2 separate regions of the Anser cygnoides genome follow, and region 1 is linked to region 2. A link is a contact called in public Hi-C data. All regions are on one chromosome and are shown on one strand. Each heading gives the region's core, a stretch centred on a gene start, on an enhancer-like site or on the middle of the called end of the contact. The rest is flanking DNA. Distances are from core to core; before and after follow the strand shown.

Region 1 (6,526 bases), core at 2,091-4,590, 45 kb before region 2:
GCAGAGGCGGCAGAAACAAGCTTTCGTTTCCTAGCTTAGGAGATTTTGGGGCCAGTTACAAACATCTAAAGCAAATATTTAGTAAATAATTTACAAAAATCACCGTAGCCCACGGTGTCAAAACCCATCCTCCCGGTGCTCCTCCCGACACCGGGAATCGGCAGTCACCCTCAGGGCTTTCCTCCAGGGCACAGCCCTGGACGGGAAGGGTGCCGAAACCCCGCTGACTTCTCCCCTGATCACACAAGAAGCTCGCAGGCTTCACAGACCAGAGGTCACAGCTTCGTGCTCCGAAATCTTTCCCTTCTGACTTGTGTACTTTGATCGCATTTAGCAACTTGAAGCGACGGCAGCCAAAACCCAGATTCAGCCCTTTCCAAGCCCCGATTCACCTCGCTGAAGGGTGAAATCCAAAGCAGGAAGCCCAGCTTCTGCCTGCTGCTTGCGCACCAACCTGATCAGAGGCGGCAGCAACAGGGTTTCCTGTGAGCCTCAGGTCCTCCAGAAGCACAGCAGCATGAGCAGATGCCAATCCCCACGCACACAAGGGACAAAGCCCACATCCTCCCCGAGCAGCGGGCACGGGGTTTGCTCCTTCCCCTGGAGCAGCACGGTGCAGGATCCCGGCCCCGGCCCGCAGCGGGGCAAGCTGTACTGGGCAGGAGGTGGGAGCCAGCTGCCCTGCACGGGGCCTGACAGCAGGCCGGGCACAGAAAATCACGTGGAATGACTTTCTTGTCAGCCTAACATCTTATTCCGACTCGAGGTAAGTTACTAAGACAATATTGACAGGCTCTGACTCTAGCTGGCTGTGCTTTTGTGACAGGAACCGGCGATGAAGGCAGCTGAGGAGCACCGACGTGGGGCCGTGCGTCACCTCTGGGATCCCCGGCCACTGGGCTCCCACCCCAGCGCTGGAGCGCAGCTTCCCACCTGGAGCTTAATTATTAGTTTAACCTGGTAAACAGGCTCAGGTGTAACAAATACACCTCCCATTTGTGATTTCCCTCTTCCCTAAAGCCAGGTAAGCCACACAAAAGAGAACCGAGCCACGCATTAAGTCCCATTAGTGCTTACTAACCCAGACCGGGTCTTTGAAGCCTCACACTTTGCTCCTGACCCTGCCACGGGTCTCCTGGACAGCTCACTCGTTACTCACACACCGGTTCTCTGTCTGTAGCTCACTGACGAGCAAAACCTCTCTGTTTCCCAGACGTTTCAAACACCCGTACGCCAGGCAGTTGCCTAGCACAGAGCCCTTTCAGCCAGCTCTACCAGCCCCACGGAGCTCTGCTGCAGCAGCCTGGCAGGCAGAACCCCACGTCCACCCTGCTGCGCCTGCACAGCGCCCGGGTAGATGAAGCCACGGGAGCTGGGGGCGGCTGCTTAGCGTGCGGTCACTCGGGGGTGGCACACGCCAAACAAGAAGCTCCATCTTTCTGGCAAGCACCGGGTAATTCTGCTGGTACAAAAATGGAAGACAGAGAGAAGCCACGTTAAAGAACGAGAACTGGTCGCGGAGCTCTTTTGACCAACCACGTCCAAAGGAGGAGGTGTGCCAGGTTTTGTGCCAGGTTTCTTGGGCTTTCCCCATTCAGAGGGCGCCCTTCTACCGATTAAGATCGCCGTGCTGCTTGTTTTGACAGGCAAATCCCCAAAAGCTACCTGCGGTGACATAATAACTAGGGAGACCACAGCGTGCGCAGCAGCCCCAGAATGCCTCTTGCTGAGAGCCACCTTCCTCAGCGCCTAGAGCAGCTGCCGGTAGCCCAGCACCAAAAACCACACACACACGGGGAAGGATGAGTGCTGAAAATGTCAGCAGCCTTTCTGCTCCACACAGTGCCCTCCTGGTGGCTTACTGCCAAGAAAGGAGGCAGCTTGTCTCAGAAGCCCACCATGGATCTCTTTCACTACCTTTCTCCTGCGTACACGTGTGCTGAGGGGTCTGAGAACTGACTGCTCAGATCTCAACTGCGTATAGCGTTAGGACAAGGGGATGTGCTCAAAGCTGCTCCTTGGCACGCCAGCTTTCATCTTCAGTGTTTTCTTGCACCTTCCTCTGCACCGCGGCTGCCACATCTCGCGCCTCTGAGTTGGGATCCACCTCAGATCTATGCCAGGTAAGACAGAGGTGGAAAAAAGCACAAAGGAAACTCCTTAAAACAACAAGAACGATACCGTGATTACAGCATCAGGCCAGCTCTTGCACACAGTTTTTCCTCACCCTTTCAACAGAAGATCCACCTCGTTAAGGCTGCACTCAGGCTTCCCTGCCTGCTAACTGCAGCAGGTTTTCCACAAAGAAAGGCAGGTGTGCCTCGTAACTTTCAACCGTTAACGAGCAACATCAGTCACACTGTCTGCCCTACAGCCGAGCCTCTTCCTGTGCTCCCTTCCCCTTTCTCTTCTCTGAGTCTCTCTGCTGAGCCTCCCATACCTTTGATTGCTGCAGCAGCTCGGAGAGCCCACGGTGCCCAGCCTGCGCGAGCACCCACCTGCTTGAGGCAAAACGCCAGGCGGGAGCAGGCTCACCCCTGCGCGGGTCCATCCCGGCTGGCTCTTAACTTCCTGCGGCCACCAGCAGCAGCAGAGGGTCCCCTTCCTGCGAGCCGCAGCTCCGAAGCATGACCTTTCTAAAATATCCCGGCTGCCAGAAGGCAGCATCCATCTCTCCTCTTGCATAATAATAACTCCTGCTGGAGACGGCTCGGCTTTCTCTGCGCTCTAAGCGCTTTCGCAGGCGCCCAAACCCCGGACAACTGCAGAAGCAGCTGCAGGCGTGGCGGCGGCTCCCCGAGCAGCCTGCCGAGCCGCGGGAGCGCCGACGAGTTCGCCTCGCGGTCTGGGCTCGCTGAGAGGGGACCGGGGAAGGACGAGGCCCGGAGATCCCCTCCCGAGGGCTTTAAGAGCACGCGCAAAGCGCAGCCGGGGAGGACGGACGGGGAGGACGAGCGGTGCCGGGCCAGGAGCAGCGCTGAGGCTCCAGGCCGCGGCTCCCGGGACAGGGCCCGGGACCCCCCCCCCCCCAGGAGCCGTTCCCGGCCCGCTGCCCTGAGGGGGGCGGCCGCGAGGGGCCGGGGGCCGCTCCCGTCCCCTCCACCCCCGCCACCCCCAGCCCCAGCCGCCCCCCGCCGGTCCCTGCCGGTCCCCCCCGCCTCGCCGCCCCCCCCCCGGCCGGTCCCGGCCCGCTCCCCGCGCTCACCCCGCTGTCGGCCGCCTCCTCCCAGCTCTCGGCCACCTCCTCGTCCTCCATCTTAGCGCCCCCCCCCCCCCTTCGCCGCCGCCGCCGCCACACGGAGCAGGGCGCATGCGCGCGCCGCCTCCCTCCCCACCCCGCCGCCCGGCAGCGCGCCTGCGCACACCCCCCCTGCCGGCCCGCGCCCGCGCGCGCCGCTGGGGAGAGGGCGGGGGGGGGAGCGGCGCGTGCGCGGTGGGAGGGGACGGGCGGCCACGTGCGGGGGAGGGGAGAGGGCGCCCCCTGGCGGGCGGGAGGAGCGGGGGGGATAGGGATGGGGTTGGGATTGGGATTGGGGTGGGGATGGGATGGGGATCGGGATGGGGACTGAGATCGGGATCTGTCTTGGGCTTGTGAAGGGATGGGGATGGGATGGGGATTGGGATCAGGATGGGGATTGGGATCGGGATGGGGATGGGATGGGAGGGGATGAGGATGGGGTGGGGGTGGGGATGGGATGGGGATCGGGATGGGGATAGGGATGGGGTGGGATGGGGATTGGGATCAGGATGGGGTGGGATGGGGATTGGGATCGGGATGGGGATTGGGATCAGGATGGGATGGGAATGAGATGGGATGGGAGGGGATGGGGATTGGGATGGGGATCAGGATTGGGATCGGGATGGGGATGGGATGGTGACTGAGATCGGGATCTGTCTTGGGCTTGTGAAGGGATGGGGATGGGATGGGGATTGGGATCAGGGTGGGGATTGGGATCGGGATGGGGATGGGATGGGAGGGGATGAGGATGGGGTGGGGATTGGGATTGGGATTGGGAGGGGATGGGGTGGGGATGGGATGGGGATCGGGATGGGGATAGGGATGGGGTGGGATGGGGATGGGGATTGGGATCAGGATGGGATGGGAATGAGATGGGATGGGAGGGGATGGGGATTGGGATCAGGATTGGGATTGGGATTGGAATTGGTATCGGGACTGGGATTGTGATGAGATGGGGTTGGGATGGGATAGGGACTGGGATCGGGATTGGGATGGGATGGAGATTGGGATCTGGTTTGAGATTGTGAAGGGATGGGCTTGGGATGGGGATGGGTTGGGTATTGGGATTGGGATTGTGATGGGATGGGGTTGGGATGGGATGGGGACTGGGATTGGGATGGGATGGGGTTGGGATGGGGGTTGTGATCGGGATTGGGATTGGGATGGATGGGATGGGAATTGGGGTTGGGATTGAGATGGGGATTGGGATCTGTCTTGGGATTGTGAAGGGATGGGGTTGGGATGGGGATGGCTTGGGGATTGGGATCTGGCATGGGATTGTGAAGGGATGCGGTTGGGATGGGGATGGCTTGGGGATTGGGATCAGGATTAGGATGGGGATGGGATGGGATGGGATGGGATGGGATGGGATGGGATGGGATGGGATGGGATGGGATGGGGGCACCCACTGCCACGCGACTGTCACTGCATCGGCACGCATGTCATCCCCACAGCCCGCGGCTGCGCCCCCCGACCAAGCACCAACCTGGTGTTTAGCAGATCTGTTCCGCAAAGCCAGGAGGGAAGGAGGGGGCTGGGGGAGGCACGAGCATGGTGTGATCCCCCCGCTGCGAGCCCCCCGGCACTCGCCCTACGCCCAAAGGACCACGAGGCCACGAGTCCCGCCGGTGGCTCCGTGGGGGAACCAGCCCACCCACAGCAGCCTGCATGGTGCCAGGGGTTCCAGCAAAGCCCCGAACCCCCTGCCGTTACCTCAGCCCCGCGGGGTTACGGTGCTGCTCCCACCACCGTGCCTCCAAATCCCAACAACGCCAGGGTGCACGCAGCTCTGGCCAGGGTCCGGCTTTGGGGAGGCTGGCGTAGAGGTGCATCTGAGTTAATCTGTGTGTTGAGAGGACAGAAACTCACCTGAGGGCCTGTGGCATCTTCCTGTCGTACTTATTTATATCGCTTTACATCCACGTCCTGGGTGCTTGCTACTCTTAAATGTCCCGTGTGGCAGGTGGGATAACTTCAGCTCAAACCCTTTAGGGTTTCCCAAAAGAAAAACCTGGTTAATTAAGCTCTTGTAGCTGGGCTATTCGGCACACTGACGTACTGCTCTGGGCCTTGAATGACACAAAGGTAGCTGGGGGCGGGTCTGCCGAGGGCAGATCCACATGCTGCAGAAGTGAACGCCGCTTCCAGCACCCTAAAAAACAAACGTTCAGACAGGGAGTCACAGAAACTTTCCTTTCGACCTCAAATCTGGAACTCTTCCCCAGAACTCCAGGCAGGAGGACACCCCATTCACGAGCTGCAGCCTGCCAGCAGATGGCGAGCGGCTTCTTAAAAACTCCAGCTAAAAGCAGAAAAATACTCACCCTACCCCTGCGGTGAGCCCCGGCTCCTGCCAGCAGCTCCTCGGGCCCCTCGCCGGCCTTCCTCTGCCCTGGCAAGCCCAAAAGCCACCAGGGGCATCCTCCGGGCGGTTTTGTGAGGGGTGGGATGCTGTGCATCCACACACGAGCCGTGCTGGGGTTCGCGGGGCGCTGGGCGCTGCAGCAGCGCTCGTGGGTGTCTGCACCCCGCTGGGTGGGGACAGGATGGGGACAGGCCCAGGGTCCACGCAGGCGACACGGAGGCTGTGCGAGGACGGGAGGAAAGGGTGCAACCTCGGGCTGTTCCTACCCATCCTCTGGCTTTTTCCAGAAGGAAACAGGAACTGTGCTCTCGAGCAGCCGGTGCCCAGCATTGTTGGCTTAGCGCTGCCCTGCAAGCAGCACATTCGGAGCTCCAGCAGCGTTGTTCTCGAACATGCCCCCTTCCTGCTGGCTTTGCCCTCACGGTAAGAAATCCCGTCTCCAGCACATGGAGCTCTTCAGCCCCCTGCCTGTTTCTGGCCCCCAAAGTGCTCATTATCCCTCATCCAGTGACGAGCAGCACTATCTTAAACAACTGAAGTACCATTTCCGAGAGCGACTGAGGCACTTCAGGCACTGCTGCCTCTCAGTTAAAAGTCTGAGCTAATTTTCTCTTACGAACGTTGTGCAGCACTTCAACCCCAAGCGAGGATTGCAGCACTTTGCCAGTTGCCATGTTCGCAGAGCTGCTCTCGAGCCCTGGTTGGGCTCAGCCTCACAAAACCTGGGCTGCCGTGGGAGCACCGCAGGCCAGAGAGCAGCCATCCTCCCAGCCACCCCCACGGGAACTGAGAGCAGCCGTGAGCCAAGGCCTCGCACAGGCACTAGGGGACTTTTGGCAATGTCATCTCGCACCCGTGCTGGCTGGGTTTCTTGTCTGTGGTCACACGTATCCTGCTCGGCAGCGGGCTGGGCTGGGCGATCT
Region 2 (6,448 bases), core at 3,154-5,653:
CTCGGCACCTGGGAGTGACGCTGCCGGTGACAGCGCCGTGAGAAATGTTCCCAGCCGGGATAGGCACCAACAAAACCCCTCCTGCACCGTCGTGTGCTGGGCACGGTGCAGAAATTGCAGCAGAAATTGCACGGTGCAGAAATTGCATCCTTGTTTTCAGCTATTAAGAGATAAGGGGCAAAGCCCCAGGGCGTTCTGGCACCCTTATCTCGTTGCCGTTTGCCCAACACCGCCGTTGCTGTGTAAGGACATTTCTGACTAACGCTAGCAAAGGGTGACTCAGTGATCCTGTTGCACAGGGTTCACAGGGCACTGCCTCTCCTTTCAAACAGCGTTGTGGACACTAAAGTTGGGCTGCGTGAGAATTTCCGGGCCAAAAAGATGACTGTGACATTGCAAAAGCCTGGAGGTGACTGATGGGGTTTTCTGACTTCTGCCTGCCCGGGAAAGGCTGCGGGACGCTGGGCCTTCAATTCAACGCCCCGAGCCTTTGCTGGTGTCGGGTGGGAATTCAACACCGAGAGCGCAGCCAAAACTTTGCTGCGTGACAGCTGCCCTAAGCCTCAAGGGGGGGGTAGGTTCTGTACCCTGGATTTTATATTCTTGCAGGGAACCTCTGCTCGGTCTGCAGAGGTGCGCAGATTTCTTCCCCCCACGCTAACTGAGCAGCGCTCTGCAGGCAGCAGACACGTGTGCCTGCAGAGGCTTTGATTGAGGCAGGCTGCGCCTGTCGGGAAGGCGACTCAGATCCTGTTCAGTTTTTCTTGAACTCTACAAAGCTCTGCGAAGCTGAAGTCCTCTCTGTGGCATAGATCTCTTTTCTCATTTAATGCTTCCTGGCAAAAGAAAGGAATTTTTTTTGAACCCAGATTGGAGGGAACACTAAGTCACATGTGGCTTTGGTAAGGGAAAATGATACTTTCCTGGCTCTTAAAAGCCTTAAGGTTTAGCAGCCCCAGTCAAAGCCGGTCTTGAAAACGTCCGTAATCCCGGTGCCTCGTTTTGAACGTCTCAGGACAAAAACAGGTGAATGTCAGATGCTGGATCCGGGGCAGCTGAGTGCTGTGTTACAGCGAGTCCCGAGTGCTGTGGTTTGACTTCTGGAGAGAGCCAGTGTGAGGTGTGCCACCGCGATGCCCCCTTTTCTCATCGGGGTGCTCCGTTGGCATCTCCCAGTTGTGGTGCTGGGGCTGGGATTGCCTGGGGTGCTGCTCCTCTGCCCGTAGGCTCCTCGTTGTCTCGCTCAGCACACCGCTGGGGGAAAAGCTTTCGGGCAGATTTGCCGACTACCACGGAAAAATCCAGGCTGAACCGTGAAGCCAAGGGATTTTTTCCTTCTCTGGTTTCCCTTCCCATAGAGGGAGAAAGATTTGGGGATTTCATGCTGTCAGACGAGTTTCAGGATACGCTGAGCAAGGCAAAACGCGACCTTCCCGGCGGCAGGACGAAGCCGCTCCGCACGAGCGTGGTCGGGGTTGTGCCTCGGCCGCGGTAGATAACGCGCCGGGGGCGGATGAGGTTTCCAGATTAGGGCTCACCATTTGGTTCCTTTAAGTCTGCTGGCCTGAAAATTGGGCTAGTGAACCCAGACCGAGCGCTGCCCGCCGGGAGGCTGCAACCCCGACAAGCCGTCGGGGAGAGCAGGAGCTCCCCGAGGGAGCTGCACGCCCGAGCGGTGCGAGCGCGGTGAGCGCAGGCGCCCTTCCAGCCCCGCTGCCCCTCGTTCCCGCCGGGGACCTGGCAGCCGGGCGGCCTCTGCTTCTCCCCTTCTAGAGAGGAATTTGCCTGTGACCGATTCTTTGCAGTTCTCTGTAAGCACAGCACAAACTCCTCGGAGCAAAAGCCTGCACAGCGTTTCGTTCTGCTGCAGCCGTTACGCTGAAACACCGTGACTTTGCAGAGCTGCAAAAAGCTCGGGAAACGCCAGGTTCCTGGCAGAGGTCGCCTTCCGTATCTGGCTGCTGGAGCCCAGCATCCCTCCGGCTCTTTCCCTGGGAGTAATACATTCCGCTGATAATGTCCCTGCAAGATTAAGTGCATCCGTGTAATGGGATGTAATTTGTTGAACAAATGCAGCTTGCTGGCGGGGCGAGGCCAGCTTCCAGAGGAGGGTTTTTCCACGTTCCCGGGGCTGTGGCCACGCTGCCCGTGGCGCTGGTGCGGGCGGCAGCTGCGAGCCCCCCGAGCCTGCCCTGGGCCTGCTCCCGGCTTTCTGCGCGGGCCGTGGGCGGCTTTGGAACCTGGGGCTTGGCTTCCTTCGCAGCGCAGTGCCCTGGCTGCCGGACGAGCTTGCTTTAATTTCTCAGCTTGCCCTTTGAAATTGGAAACCGGGCTGTGGGCCTGTGTTTGTTTATCCCGTCGCTGCTTGGAAAGTGAATCAGCTCGGGATGACTGCAGTCGGCTCGCTGGAGCCCGTCAAGAAGAGCATCCTCTTGCTGGAGCCAGGGCTGCTGGAGAAATCCGTCAGGCCGGGCAGCTACGGCCCCCAGCCATCGTTGGTAGCACTCCTCTAATCTGTCCAGAAAGCCGAGTCTGCCCAAATAAAATTCCCACAAACTTTATCTCCCTCGTGCCACCCGAGAGCTCCTTCCATGTCTTACCCTCACCCCTGAGCTGGTGCGAACACCTGGCTTCACTCCGTCTCCTCTCCTGCAGCGTTTCCCCATTTGGTGCTGCTCTGAACCAATTCTTTCATCTGTGCAGTCCCGTCACATCAGGCACCCGGCAGCTTTTCCCTGCGTTTTTATTTTTGTCTTTTAAGCTCCGCTTGATGTTTGTTACGTGCCCTCTTTTTGGGGTTGCTCGGGGCTGTGCCTGACTTAGGTAAAAGGCTGGTCTGGAAATTCGTGTTAGCGTGCCCCTGGAGTGAGGTTTTTCTTTTGTGGCTGCTGATCTCTGCGCGTGCTGCTCCGGTGGCATTAGAGGGCTGAATAAATGGGCTTTAAAAAATGCTTATAAGGACATATCATAAATAGGTAGCGTTCAGAGCTCGTGTCAGAAGCGATCAGAGGCTGGCGTTTCTCTTCCACACGTCCACGGAAGCCAGAGATCTTTTTTGTTTGTTTGTTTTTGAAAAGTATGTATCTGCTTTGTGAGCCAGGAAAATCCATCAGCTGGAAAAAATAGCTCGACTGGCTTTTAACTCCTCATCTCCACCGAATAAACAGCGTCAGCTGAAGGGAGATGTTCCCTCTGTGCTCAGAAGTAGTTAATTGTGCTGCACCCTCTGCGTGCTTGGATTCTTATCCCCAAGGAAAGATAATCTGATACTGGGCTCGATGGTGTTACCGGGGCGCGGAGCTTGGAAACGCGTTTTGTGCTCAGCAGGGAAGAGCCCGCTGCGCCTCTCCGCAGCATCCACCGAAGAGGCCGTTGGAGCGGGTGCAGTTAGCAAGCGATGCCCTCCTGCAGGCGCTGCCGTACTTCGGACCACGGCAAGGCACAGAAGCCGTTTCATTTCACAGAAGCCGTTTCGTTTGCAAGTGTAATAGCAGAGCGCTCGGAGCAGTTGGTGACAGCCCCAAGAGGAGGAAGCCCTCCTGTCGGATACGTCGCTGCCAGCCTTTGAACCGCCGCGCGGCCGGCCTCTGAAGCTCGGACTTTGAGCGAGTGGCTGCGGGGCCCAGGGAAGTGGAGCCGTGTCCCTTTGATGTTGCTGGTGCCGTACCTGTCTCCGCGCTCCGCATACTTGAGACCTGAAGTCACAAAGGCTGCGGCCGCCTCTGCCGCCACCACCACCTCCTCCCCCTCCTCCTCCTCCTCCACCCCCTCCTCCTCCTCCTCGCTGCCTTGCCCCGTGCCGCTGCACCCCTCGAGGTGCTCCTGCCCCTCCTGGGCTTGGTGGGAAGGTGGCAGCGAGTTGGAATGGAGCTGTGCTCAGACACCAACTTCTACCAAAGCTGCTTTTGTATCACTTTAAACCTCAAGCTACAAGCCTCGGGTTTGAGCACCGTCCGCTGTTGCTACAAAGCTAAGCGGGGTTTACTGGAGCCCCCCGACAGCTGCTCGGGCAGTTCTGTTTGCAGTCAGTGCCCGTGCGTGGTCACGTTGCAAACATTTTTATCCTGCCATCGCTTTTGTGCATCGCCTGCGTACGCACGAGGCTGCTGTTAGCTCCGGGCTCGCTGGCAGCAGCACCCAGCAGCTCCTGCGTGCCTTAGAGATAAGGCAGCGGTGTTCATGCTCCAGTGTTCCTTCCCCAGGTTTCAGCCACCCTGGTGCACGTTTCTGGCTGAACACAAGATCAACGCAGTTAAGGCACCTGTATAGGACAGGCATTCAGCACAGCCGCCTTGCAGAGAGCCACCTCGCGCTGCGACATTTGCCCCGTTTCTGCGCGCTCCACCCGTGGAGCAGAGCTCGGGGCTGGCCCCAGGACATGGCTCCGGAGCCGGGGCAGGCGCCGCCCCGCAGTGCCTGCCCCTTTGAAGCCCTGTGCATGCCGCGGCCGTCTGGTCGCCGCGCGGGAAGAGGCTGCGAGAGGCCAGCTCTTCCTTTGGCTTGTGAAATCGAGATTTTTCCTGCCTAGCAGAACGAAACTCTGCCTTCATTTACACCCGCACAGCGTCCAATAATAGGCCAAGCTTCCTGAAAAACCAGGGCTAGCCTCTGCCTGGGGCTGTTTACATGGTTGTTGTTGGCTCCTTTGGGAACCATCTCGGTGTCTGAGGCAGGGGCTGCCCTTCAGGTTGCAGCAGGAGGAAGGCGGCATTTCTCACTGCCCGGCAGCCCGAGCACGGCGCTGGGCTGTCCCCCTGACCCCAGCCCGACCTGCACGGGGACGATTCTAGCCAAGCCGTCTGTTTAAGGCCAACTCCTGTCCCAGTTTAAAACCAGCACTTTTTGCATCGCACTGGTGTCCCTGCTGCAGACAGACCCACGCACCGGCCCGCTGCGTGCCCCCGTGCTGTCTTGTGATGTCCTGGGCGGATAAGCAGAGTGGTGGGTAAGGGAATACGCAGCCAGCCAGCTTATTCTCTCCAAGTCAGGTAGAAACTTTTCTGGCAATCAGCTTGCCATGCCAAGCCTGGGAGAGCGACTTTCAGGCTCTGCCAAGGAAATACTTGGGTTGGAAACCTGCTGGTGTGGATTAATGAATTGCACACAGCCAGGAAAACTGGAAGTCTGGAATTTGGCTGGGAACAAAAAGTAACCAAACATGACCCTCTCTTGGCACCTCAGTCTTTAAGGAGATGTTGGGTACGGTCCTGGCCACGCTGCATACCTGCCCTAGCAAAACAATTGTTTCCCGAACAGCTTTATTCCCCTCTTCCCCCATAACTGCAGCACCCGAGAGCAGCACCAAAACCTACTTTGTCCCCAGAGAAAGGTGGCAGCAAAGCCCCTGAGCCTCTTTTGTGCTTGCCTGGGGGTTGCTTTTTGGCTTGGCTTTTACCACCCACCACCTGGAACCCATCACAATCGAATCGCTTTTCTCAGCTGCAGCATCTTAAAATAGCTGCTCTGGTTTCTTTTAAAAATAGTCTCGGTTCTGCATGTCATTACCTGCTAAAAATGCTTCTCCCGGTCCTATTAGGACATCAGAGAAGAGCAGTCGCTTTGTTATCTCAGCCTTTTGGAGAGGGTGCCGGTGCTCCTACAGCCACGTGCGCAGCCTTGCCCTTGGGTTGCCCCTGGTCCCGCGCGTCCCTGGTTTGGGTGACGCTTTCAGGTGACATACTCAGGGTCAGCTGAAAGCGTGCCTGCAGAAGGGGAGGAACCTGCTTGCTGTGATGGCCACGGGAAGGGGGATGCTCGTGTCTGCCCACTTCAACATCTGAGGCTGCAGCGAGGTGGTAACACAGCTCCTCTGGCTGCTGGAGCAGGCGGGGGCTGTATTTTTGCAGTGGGACCGCGGCTGCTTTTCTGACAGCTTCAAAGGGATCAGGCCCTTTGAGAGCTGCCCCTGAGAAGAGGCTTTTCACTTGAAGTCGCTCCTGCCCTGAGCTAGCCAAGGGCCACCCGAGTGAGAGATCCATCATCGGAGAGATGCGGGGCACGGACTGCAGGCAGGGCGCTCGCAGCACACCGGCGGTGGGTCGAGAGGTGAGATCAGTGCCTGGGAAAACCCTCGGGATGTGCCTTCAGAGCACAGGGCGTCGCAACAGCAGGAGGCCGCGTCTCGCTTTTGCACGCGGCGGTCCTGCTCGGGAGGTGCCTGGCCTGAGCAAAGCCTTCCAAGCCTCCGGCCGGATGGGCGAAAGTCCCTCGATAATTTTTGGAGGAGCGCTGCCTTGTGCGAACTCGGGGAGGGGCTGATAACTCCCGCGGCAAAGCGCTCTGGGTTTCGCTGTGCCGCTTTGAGAAAACGGGATTGGGTTTCTGCTGCCGCCTCGGAGCTCCCAAGCGATCTGCCACGAGCAGCGCCGGATGTGTTAGAATTAGTATTCATTCTCACTCCGTCCTTGGGGAGAAGTTAGTAGGTATTTGGAGGTAATTATTGCTTTTA

Evidence for each region. A called contact is a pair of places that touch in the nucleus more often than the background predicts.
Region 1: a Hi-C map of fetal liver shows a contact between it and region 2, with 1.8 times the contacts expected there. The contact joins the promoter of SZRD1 here to the enhancer-like site in region 2. A contact is called at or near these places in 5 of 7 Hi-C or Micro-C datasets (fetal liver, granulosa cells and liver).

Annotation. Positions count from the first base shown.
Region 1 is chr23:982,803-989,328 of Taihu_goose_T2T_genome, reverse strand. It overlaps SZRD1 (SUZ RNA binding domain containing 1), which reads right to left and starts at 3,340. Exons shown (of 4, transcript XM_066982129.1): 1 at 3,206-3,340. The coding sequence starts at 3,256. It overlaps LOC106040171 (a long non-coding RNA gene), which reads right to left and starts at 5,689. Exons shown (of 4, transcript XR_007158458.2): 1 at 5,563-5,689; 2 at 5,250-5,390; 3 at 4,952-5,080; 4 at 4,659-4,772.
Region 2 is chr23:938,531-944,978 of Taihu_goose_T2T_genome, reverse strand. All of the region lies in intron 4 of FBXO42 (F-box protein 42), which reads left to right. Among named protein-coding and RNA genes, the nearest start is that of CPLANE2, 12 kb to the right of the region's middle. Within about 2 kb of position 4,403, at least 1 of the 3 cell types and tissues checked has open chromatin away from gene starts, as enhancers often do. A contact at or near this core is called in fetal liver, where this site is marked.